2 separate regions of the Sus scrofa genome follow, and region 1 is linked to region 2. The links are chromatin contacts, called in public HiChIP or PLAC-seq maps. All regions are on one chromosome and are shown on one strand. The core of a region is the stretch at or near the end of the contact, and the rest is flanking DNA. Distances in the headings are between cores, read along the strand shown. Region 1 has its middle 150 kb from the start of KLF12. Region 2 has its middle 76 kb from the start of KLF12.

Region 1 (5,336 bases), core at 1,823-4,322, 72 kb after region 2:
TTATATTTACCATACTGCATATTATATCCCTAGCACTTAGTATCTTATAACTGGAAGTTTGTACCTTTGGAGCAGACTGATTTTTACTGAGCACTAAACATGTCCAGGATTCTACATACTGGGTGCTTTACGGGCATTAGGACAAGTTTATCCTCAAAAACATTCTGCAACGTTGACATGATACATTCTTGTTTTTGTTTTTATTTGCCAATGAGTAAAAGCAAGAAGAAAATAATTTTCAGGTAAATGTAGTGAGTTGTGGAATAGCTAATAGAGTCAAATATATGTATTAGAGGTGAAAAGGCTTAGGTAGAAAATGACCATGATATTGGCACTTAGCTACTGAAAGGACAGTCATATGGACTCTACTCCTCAAACTGTTCTTTCAATAAGTATTTTTGCACTATATGATCAGTCATTATGTTAGAGGCCAGGAAACTAACTATGAAGACAATTCATTTCCTGCTCTCCAGGGCTCATTATTGGGAAGGGACAAGACAAATCAACAAGCAGTTATACCAGAAGAAGGACTATCGTGTGCTACGGGACCACAAACTACAGACTAGCACCCAGTGTATTCTTTTTTTTTTTTTTGTCTTTTTAGGGCTGCACCCAAGGCATACAGAGATTCCCTGGTTAGGGGCTGAATTGGAGCTACAGCAGCTGACCTACACCACAGCCACAGCAACCCATTTCTGAGCCGCATGTATGACCTACACCACAGCTCACAGCAACACTGGATCCTTAACCCACTGAGCGGGGCCAGGGATCGGACCCAGGTCCTCATGGATACAACTCAGGTTTGTTAACAGCTGAGCCGTGACGGGAACTCCACACCTGGTGTACTCTTCAAGAAAGGGATGATAAAGAAGAGTGTCACAGAAAGCTGGCAAGGTGTGTGTGTGTGACATGGAAAGAGTTATACTGATGAGCTAGTTTGAGTCTGTTCCTTTGCTCCTGCAAGCGTAGAGTATGGAAGCAGTGTGTGGAAAAAAAAAATGTTTGTTTCTTAACCGGAGAAAACGTAGCTGGGGAGAAATTATGTCAATTATTAGTGTTGGTAATTTTCTCAAAAATGTGTTTTAAAAAAATGTACGTGGCAGAAAATGTGTGCATATAAATAAAACATGTGCAATAAATTTGCAAATACCCATTTAAGATCTCCATCATCAACCTCTCTTAATTGTGCAGTGTTGTGTTGCAACCACGTTTCAGTCTAACCAAGAGACCAAGCCATAAATCAGGCATAGCTTAATCAACAAAATCTTGGCTTAACCAGGGATTTGCAGTTCAATAGACTGTTCTAAATTATAGTACAACAGCACAAATTTAATGATTCCATAAAAAAAAATTTAAGGGCATTTTTAATGACCACTTGATAGAAGTTTCAGTTGACTCACTGAAGAAGTAGCCTGGAGGTTTATAATCTCTAAATAATCCTTGTTGATCTTTATTTTCTATTTTCTGTAAATGATCTTGGAAACTGTATTTTCATGTCGTTTTCTGTGGAAAAGCTCAGATACTTCACCTGCATTATATAAATGTTAATGTCAGTAGCTTTTATACCAGCTACAGAGAGACTTTTTTTAAGAGTGACTTTCTCAAGGTCATAGAGCAAATCTCTAGTGAGACAGGAATGGAATTCATGACCTTTGACTGCCAGAAGTTTTCTACCCACACTCGGAAATTCCTTCTCCATAAGTGTAATTTATATGCTCACTTTGAGAGGCTGGAAAGTTCATCCCTTTTAGGGCAGGGGGTGGGGGATGGGGCTTGGTTTTCCTGCCAAATCAATTGCCACACCGGCACTGTAGAGTCTCACAAAGTGATTTTTACCTATGTTATTTCATCGTACCCTCACCACAACCCTGGAAACTGCATATTATTTTTCCCATTTTACAGACATAGAGGAGTTAAGAAATTGAACCAAGGTCATCCAGAGTTAGTAAGCAAGAGAGCCTGACTCAAACGGCGCTATCTCTGCCACTTAAATCAGTGCTGATTCCAGGATGTACAATCTTAGCAGATACCCGATTACGAAATGAATGAAGGTTTTCTTTACAGATATTTATGCCATTTTTTTACAATCATTTACCTTGGTTCTCATTTAGGTCTGTGGGTTTGTTTTCTTTGGGGAACGGTTGATTTCAGGTTTTGTTAGAAGTTTGCTTGTGAAACTAAAGTGGGAACACTACTACTAAATAAAGAACTTGAAAAAAAAAAAACAAAACAAACAAACTTTGCCTGTTTTCCTCCTTTTTATTCAAGTGGGTAGGGGGCTCTTTACCATAATTCATGGTCATCATGTGAACGGTGTAGGTATGGGGTGTATACCAATATAACTAGAGAATACAAAAACTCACATTCATAAATACAAAATATTATGTAATATAATAAATATAAATACTATGCATATACACACATCTAAAATAGAGAATATATTTATATATGTAGTATATACAGATATATCACGCCAGCAATCATTGCGAAAAGCCATATACACCGTTAAGCATGGTGAATGAAGCACAGGAAACACAATCCCTGGATGTGGAGGCCAGCAAAGCTGTAATAGCGGCAGCTTCTAGTGCCTCTGATGGGGGTGGGAAATCTATCCCAAAGCTCTGCAATTTTTTTCCCCTCATCTTCCACATAGCAACACAGCAGCAAGGGCTTTCCGCTGCTGCATCTGTCACTAAAAAGCAACACTGTTTGGACCCGTCCAATTATTACGCCTGTAATAAATATTCAAAACTATTACCATCAAATTCAGCAACAAAATAAAAGTTAACTTTGAGATGAAAAAAAAAAAAAAAAAAGACAGGAAGAAAGACCATCCCAGAGCAGAATTCTTTGAGCAACTATCCTGTAATCTGCTGCCAGACCAAAACAAATTTTTATGGAGCAACAGGACTACTCAAGTAGCCACTTTTATGACAATAAACACCCAAAACCGAAAAATCCTTTTGTAACATAATTACTGAGAATATATAAAGAAAGTAACCATTTAATCCACAGCATGTGTTCCCTACCGCAAGAACTCAAAAGCTGACATCAGATGGGGTGTGGCTGCCGTAGGCCCGCCCTGACAATGAATTCTGGCCAGTTGAAGTCACACAGTTCTCCAGAAGGGCCTGGGATCTAGAATCACTCACAAAGCAGGTCTCACAAAGCCTAAGGCTGCTGCCCTTCTGGGCACAGGGCAAGGCCCATCTGTTTACTTAGATTTTGATTCTGAGAGCCCTAGTTGTGGTGGATGAGTTAAGGCTGTGGTTATTGGGTGTTGCCAGTGATTTAATTGCAATACTTTCACCCTTACATTGTGCACATACTTAAGACTGAAAGGCGTACACAATTTGGACTCTGAAAAAATAAATACACATGAATTTTAAATGGAAAATGAACACTGGGCAAAAATACAGATTATTTCCACTCTGGGACCATATGGTATTTTCCAAATGGAAATGATAAAGGTAAGCGACTGCAATCTATTTTAGGAATTGTTTACAAAAATGAAAGTTGTTTTCTACAAGGAAAACATAACCGTGCTGTCGATTCAGAATAAAACTCTTTGGGGATTTTTAGCTCTTGTTCATGAATCAACATGGAAGCATAAGGAAATTTATTTAGTCAAAAAAGGCATAACTTTTTCAAATGAGTTTGTGCCGTTTCTAGTTCTGCAGAATACAAACTACGTTGTATTAATACACAAATCATCTACAGCTCGTTTGGTGACGTTGACACTAAAGGGTTTGTCACTCTCACAATATAGATAACAAACCATTGGACGCCCCCCCTCCCCGATTTAAAGTGATTCGTCTCATGTTAATTCATAGAAACATGAAATGCCACACTTTCCATTCTGTATCGTGGTGAAAACATCCAAGACGTTTCTATATTCAACTAGTTGACAGCATCACCTCACTGGTCAAGTTACTCAACACTCTAGATGAACCCACACTGGCTTGGTTCAAAATGCCGTCATAAAGGCCTAGAGGCCTAAGCACTTATGTCATCTTTGCTCGGAGAGAAAACACACCTATATTTAAGACCAAATTATTTCACTAAGTTGCTAACAGCCGGCTTCGTGCTATAACATCTAAAACTCACTCTAAGTCTGCTGAAGTGCATGTGTGTTTACCTTGCACAGAAGGCTGGGAAGTAATCCCCGAGGAACATATATTTTTTTTTTAAACGACCAGAACGCTAACGCTATTACATGCCTGATGGGTGCTCTTCAGAATGAACAGATCAAGCATCCCGATCTGTTTTTCCCTTGGCCTGGGGAGAGAGTGTGCACACCGTTTGCAGTTCCTCCCTTTCTGTACACACATAGGCTGCAGCTGTAGTAAACAAGCCCAGGCCAAGAGTTGCTAAGGTCAAGGTTTCAAATGCTATACCAGGACCAATTTTCTCCCCAATGACATTGAGTTGTGGAAAAGGAACTTTCCGGAGGGGAAAAAACAAAAAAACAAAAAAATATTAAGGGCCTATGAGCACAACAATTTTCATTCAGTCAATAGTAATTCAAGGCATTCCAAAATAAAGTTTAGCTGACAGAAGTTTCTTTTAAACTGGCATGACAAATTAACAGACAAATAACTGAAACCCTTCAAAAATAAACAGAAGGCCCTCAAGGATGTTTAGTTGCTTTCATACAGCTATAGGACAGTGTGAGTTCATAAATTATTAGAATTTCATGCAAAAATATCCCAACTTCTGCTAGCATGTTTCACAATAGCTATGAATTAGAGGGTAAAATAATAAACCCTCTTTCCTAAATACATTACAAATGTCTGCCAGTTCTGGTCTGCTCAAAAATGTGCTCCCCCCAACTCAAAGGAGCTTAACATGCCCAAGCCAGTCTCCAGACTGACCAGGCTGCAGCCATAAAGATATAACTTATGCAACCAAATGTTTGTCCTTCAACATCCTATTTCCACTGAGCTTCTAAAGTTAAACATTTTCTACCCTAAAAAGATACCCCTTTAGCATAACCAATTTCTATGTGGTTTTAAAAAATGTAAACAACGTGTGAATGAGGTCTGCATATAGCACAACCAGTTTTTTTGTTGTCGGTTTTTTTGGGTTTTTTTTTTTTTTTTTAGGTGAGGGGTCACCGTTCTTACTAAATACCAATTGCAAAGAGCATGTCCTAGGAGCTGGAATACCACCACCCCCCCCACCCCCCCCCCGCTTAAAAGTAACAGCCCCATTCCCATCACAGGCTGCTGTCCGTCAAAAGGCACCAAAATTGATTTCAAAGCATGTACTTATCTAACAACTCTATCCTCCAGTAAGAAAAGGGCATGGAGGCGTCTAGGTGGATTTGGAGAATG
Region 2 (5,194 bases), core at 104-2,603:
GATTTTGTCCTGCTGACACACAGCAGAAACCTCTGAATATACGCCTTTTGGAAGAGTCTGAAGGAAGCCACACCTCCCTGCATCAAGGTTTCATTAACTTTGAATTCATCAAGCATTGTAGAAATGCAGGCCATGCACTCTGTCCAATCCTGACTTACATGAGAGCTTTGCTAAACTGTTAACTGTTACTGAAAAAGAAATGTAAAGGTTGTGCCTTTTTAATTAAAAATATTAAGAAAATAAACAAGAGCTTGAAAGCCTTAGTACGGTATCAACACCTATCCCAAGTACTTTGGCTTTTTGGTTTTTGCTTGCACCAGGGCTTCCTATTCAGAATGAAAGTGCCTGCAAAACCTTGCTCAGCGGGCTGAGACTGTGGTACCTACTTTGAATAAACAAGGCAGCTTCCTGTCTCTGACGGCCCATTGCTCAACAGGGTTGAATCATGGCAGCTTCCACAGTCATGACCCCTGAGTGCACTCATGCTGAAGAGGGTCTGCTTTGATTCACTCCTATTGTAGGAAACTACTTATCAGGCGATACCTCTTGCTTCTTGAATTGAAAATCCTTGCATCAGTGAAGCTGAAAAGGAGTGACTGTCTTAGGCGCCAACTTAGTATCTCATTATCGCTAAATTTATCTCCATTTGGTGGATGTATCTGGACTTTTTTGAAGTCACTGAAGGGCCGGAGCTCGGTGTACACTTTTAGATCCTTTCGGAAGTGGTTAAAACAGCATCCGGTAGATGATTCTCTCATCACATATTCATTTATGCATTTCTGAAGGCTCTTTAGTGGCAGAACCCACAAGGCAGAGTTCAGGATCAGAATGGGAAAACGCAGTTCGGATTACACCAAAAAATTGGTTTTACAAGTGATCGATCTTTTTCTTAAGGGTTTGAGAAAGGCATTTTCTCCCACATCGGTGCTGTTGTGCAGTGGTTGACTGTCCAGCGTGCTGTTCAATTTGTTTTCAATGTGCTGATAAATTATACATGATGCACATCCCACTTCCTTTACTCTGCTCCTAATCTCCTACAGGATGGTGTCAGCACAAAGGGCAGCCTTTGCATTTCTGACCTTTTTGAGTAAAAGAAATAGGAAAAAAAAAAAAAAGGAAAAAGAATCTGTCTTGCTCCATGAACAGAAGCCTGCACCTCCAGCTGTGCACCACCCCTATTTTCCTGACCAAGGGGGCCACCTATCCTGGAGGGCGGTCCTGGCATCTTGATATGGAGACCTGGCTTTGGATAACCGGGAAAGGCTAGAAACACTCCCCCATCCCTCCTCTGTCTGGGCTATTACACCAGACCTAGTGCTGCCTGGAGATGTCAGAGGCCCCCGCCGGTGGGAAGCGGGGATGCTATCAGTCAGCAGGGAAATTTTCTGCTTCTGAAAACCTCTTCATCTGTGCAGCACCTCCAGCTGCCCCGGAGCTCCGTGTCCGTGCATGAAAATAGCTCTGGCCTTGATGACTTCACTCATTCTCACAAACCAGCCAGTTGGCAGAATGCTCGCACCGGCTGCTCCTTAAGGCGAGGGAGTTCTGCCTTGCCCACCACCCCCTAAGATGAACCTTTCGTTTCATGTGGACTCTGGAAGAAGGCTCCTCACTGAGGTGAGAGTGGGCACAAACCTAATGCCCACATTTCAAAACGCTGTCAGACGGTCTGATGAAAAGAGCTAACTGACAGCCAATACGAAGCATACAAAACCTAAATGGGTTTTGTTTTTGGCTTGTTTTTTTTTGTCTTTACACTCAACTTTAAGGACATCAAAACTGCTTCCATAAAAGAAGAGATAGATGCATATGTATAACTGAATAACTTTGCTGTCCACCTTAAACTGATACAACATCATAGATTTTTTTGGTAAGATTTTTTCTTTTTTCTGTTTGAGTTGATTTACAATGTTTTGACAATTTCTGCTGTACAGACAACATGGTAGATTTCATAAGCCAACATAAAATAAAAATCAACTTAAAAAATGTATAAATATGTTTAATGAAAAGGTTTTTTTTTTTGTCTTTGTAGGGCCACACCTACAGCATTCGGAGGTTCCCAGGCTAGGGGTCGAATAGGAGCTGTGGCTGCTGGCCTACACCACAGCCACAGCAACACCAGGTCCAAGCCGAGTCTGTGACCTACACCACAGCTCATGGCAACACTAGATCCTTAACCCACTAAGCGAGGCCAGGGATCGAACCTGCGTCCTCGTGAATGCTAGTCACATTCGTTTCCACTGAGCCAAGACAGGAATTCCAATTAAAACATTTTTAAAACCCGCTGGGTAAACCAACTTCATACAACAAGTTCTCATCGCATTAATTTTAGGGCCACATATCTTTCTGAAGAACATGCGGCATAGCTTATAACCACCCACATCTTTTAAAATCCTATTTCTCATGTTTACTCCTTTTCCGCAAGTAAGAAGGCCAACGAGGTATCAAAGTAAGAATTAATTACCACTACACCTAATCAGCCTAAGCTGACTAAGGGCCTCTGAAAGCCGTTTTTTGCCATCGCAGCAAGCTTTATTAGTGAGGAATGCTCAAATGGATTTTGAAATTAAAAAAACGAAAACAAACACACAAAAAAAGTAAAGGCATTTCATGAGTGAAAGAGGTGTTCTTTCATGTTTGATTACCAAATTTTCTTTTAATGGTTATAATTTCCCCACACAGAGTTTTTCGCTTCCCACTGCAGTGACCACAAGCTAGTAAGAATATTCCATGAGTAGAGCAGGACCTTCTGATGTTCCAGCATCATAACTCAGGGCTCTGTCCGCACTGCACTTTGAGTCCAAAAGAGAGCATTTAGATTAACTGCTTCAGTGCCCTATGGACACAAGATTTATGCCCAGAGGGAAAGCCCCCATACGATTCTACAGACACAGAGCTAATGAAATAATGTGGTTCACTGGTTTAAGATGGTTCCTCCAAAAGGGGTGCAGCAACTGTTCCCCAAAGATAGAAACGCACTAACATTCTACTCCCACCATCCCTCAGCTTCTCTATCACAGTTACAAACAGCATCAAAATAGCACTTGCCATCTCGCAACCACCAGGGTAAGAAACCGTCTCTCCCCACCAGCTCCAACTACAACATCGCAAAGAAATCTTCAGCAAACACCTGGGCACACAGATGACAGTGAATTATTAAAATGCATCTTCTCATACAACCATTTGTTCTTTCCACAGATATATGCCAAGTATGGAGCTTGAGGCAGGGACTACTACCTAGGCACTGCCTAAACACTGACTTCAAGGATTTCCCACTCAAATCATTAGGTATTACAGGGCCATGTAGCCTTAACAAGACGGGTGAAGACTGCAGTGATATTTTTTGTTGATGCAAGGATTTAGAAAATGTGGTTTCTCAAGGACATCCAGGGAAGTGTTGCCTTCCTCTCATTATAAAAACCAGGGGTCAGTTTGGGAAGAGTTCAGAAAAATAACTATGAAATTAGAGTTACTGTGTCTCTCTCCCACAGTAGCTAACAAAGATACAACACGGATTCTGAATACAGAAAGGTCAGTTATAAATATCATTACAGATATAATAACCCACTCAGTGATGGAATAGGCTAGCCACAGAAGCAGGAAGGACCATAGCAAGACTGAGTAAAAATCTCACAATTTACTAATGGTGCCTCGAAAGGTTATGTGCTTTACACAATGTCATGCAGGTATGATCATTTCAGAATCATTTCAGATAGTTTTATTTGCCCTGCGTTTTTCCAATTACACTACTCTGATTCATACACACACACACACACTTACCTTACACTACTATGTGTGTGAATCATATGCAAACACACATATGCACACACAGATGCCATGCTTGTCTGTCCCCCATTCTTACACATATTACAGTACTCTCTGTCTGATTCACACACACATGCAAACACATTATATTACCGTGTGGGATTCCTGTATACACGTACACACACATACATTACACTACCCCATTTGATGCTTACACATCTGATGCATGTGTATCAATCACACGGATCGGAACATCGACTTACTCATATACGTATCATGCTACTTTGTGTCATACACACACACACCTTATGCTACCAGGTATGTGATTTATATTCACATTTACATACTGGATATATACATATATACACAAAGATTTTAAATAGTAAGGCGTGGTTATATTCAAAATAAATAATTTTCAAAGGGAGAGATTCGAAGGTGAAATAGACAATCATGTAACTACTTCAAGGTTACTGTCATTTTTATTAAGTAGTAATTTATCTGGACCCTCACTGACCTCTATGGGAGTCCTCAAGAACTTCAAAGGATGAGACACATAACCAGGTATACATGATGACGTGGAAGTTCCATGAGCGCCCACCAAGCCATGTGAGTGAACACTTTTGTTTCCTGGCTCAAGGATGAGGGTATTAGCATCATGTTGTGTGGCCCTGTTCTGCATCAGATGGGGAAATGGAACGGACAGACAGAAAAAACAGGAATCGAGAACAGTATTCTATGCACCTGCTTCAGGACAAATTCCCCAGGTTCTACGCCATAAACTTTGGCATAATATGAAAAAGTACATGGGCTGCATGGCTTAAGACCCCAGCTACAGCGTGTGATCTGAAGGAACATCTTCCCTTCTGTTCAAGAGTTGGCAACAGAGAGAGCTCTGAATGAGATCTCCAGACACACGGAACTGGAGTCATGATTAGCGAGGCCGAGGCCCTCTCAAGGGTTTTATGAAGATGTGAGCAAGCAAGGAAGTGACATGGAGACGACGCTCCATGATAACCAGCAGATGGACTAACGCATCAGTACATAGAAGACGTCCCTGGGCATCCAGACATAAAAGGATTGGGGGAGACTGTCAAGGAGGCCAGACGTCCTGCAGAGCAGGTAGGTGCATGAGCAGGAAATGGGAGATGCCGCAGATGATACATGGTCCATCCGCGTCCACAGTCTAGTGAGGCCCATGGACGCAGAGGCGATACTGAGGAGATGAGACTATGAAGAGGAAATGGAGATGCCTGTACGTGTGCCTTTCTGACTCTACCCTTATTATTGTCGAAAACTCCACCAAAGCAGACGGTGAATATTCTGAATGCTTGCTTTCTTAAGCTACTTGCTCTAGGAGTCTAGTATGCTTTTTTTTATCCATAAAGAACCTCCTTCACTATGAAGTACGGCCATATACATTATATTGAAA

Evidence for each region. HiChIP or PLAC-seq counts read pairs in DNA pulled down with a chosen protein or histone mark.
Region 1: a contact with region 2 is called in an H3K27ac HiChIP or PLAC-seq map of skeletal muscle. The contact joins two enhancer-like sites. A contact is called at or near these places in 1 of 5 promoter capture datasets (liver), 9 of 47 Hi-C or Micro-C datasets (embryonic fibroblasts, fetal heart ventricle, fetal skeletal muscle and 3 more) and 1 of 2 datasets of contacts at active chromatin or transcription factors (skeletal muscle).

The regions. Positions count from the first base shown.
Region 1 is chr11:46,452,354-46,457,689 of Sscrofa11.1, forward strand. It overlaps a transcript of KLF12 not described here. Among named protein-coding and RNA genes, the nearest start is that of KLF12, 150 kb to the left of the region's middle. Within about 2 kb of position 3,073, at least 19 of the 83 cell types and tissues checked have an H3K27ac peak or open chromatin away from gene starts, as enhancers often do. A contact at or near this core is called in skeletal muscle, where this site is marked.
Region 2 is chr11:46,381,753-46,386,946 of Sscrofa11.1, forward strand. It overlaps a transcript of KLF12 not described here. Among named protein-coding and RNA genes, the nearest start is that of KLF12, 76 kb to the left of the region's middle. Within about 2 kb of position 1,354, at least 27 of the 83 cell types and tissues checked have an H3K27ac peak or open chromatin away from gene starts, as enhancers often do. A contact at or near this core is called in skeletal muscle, where this site is marked.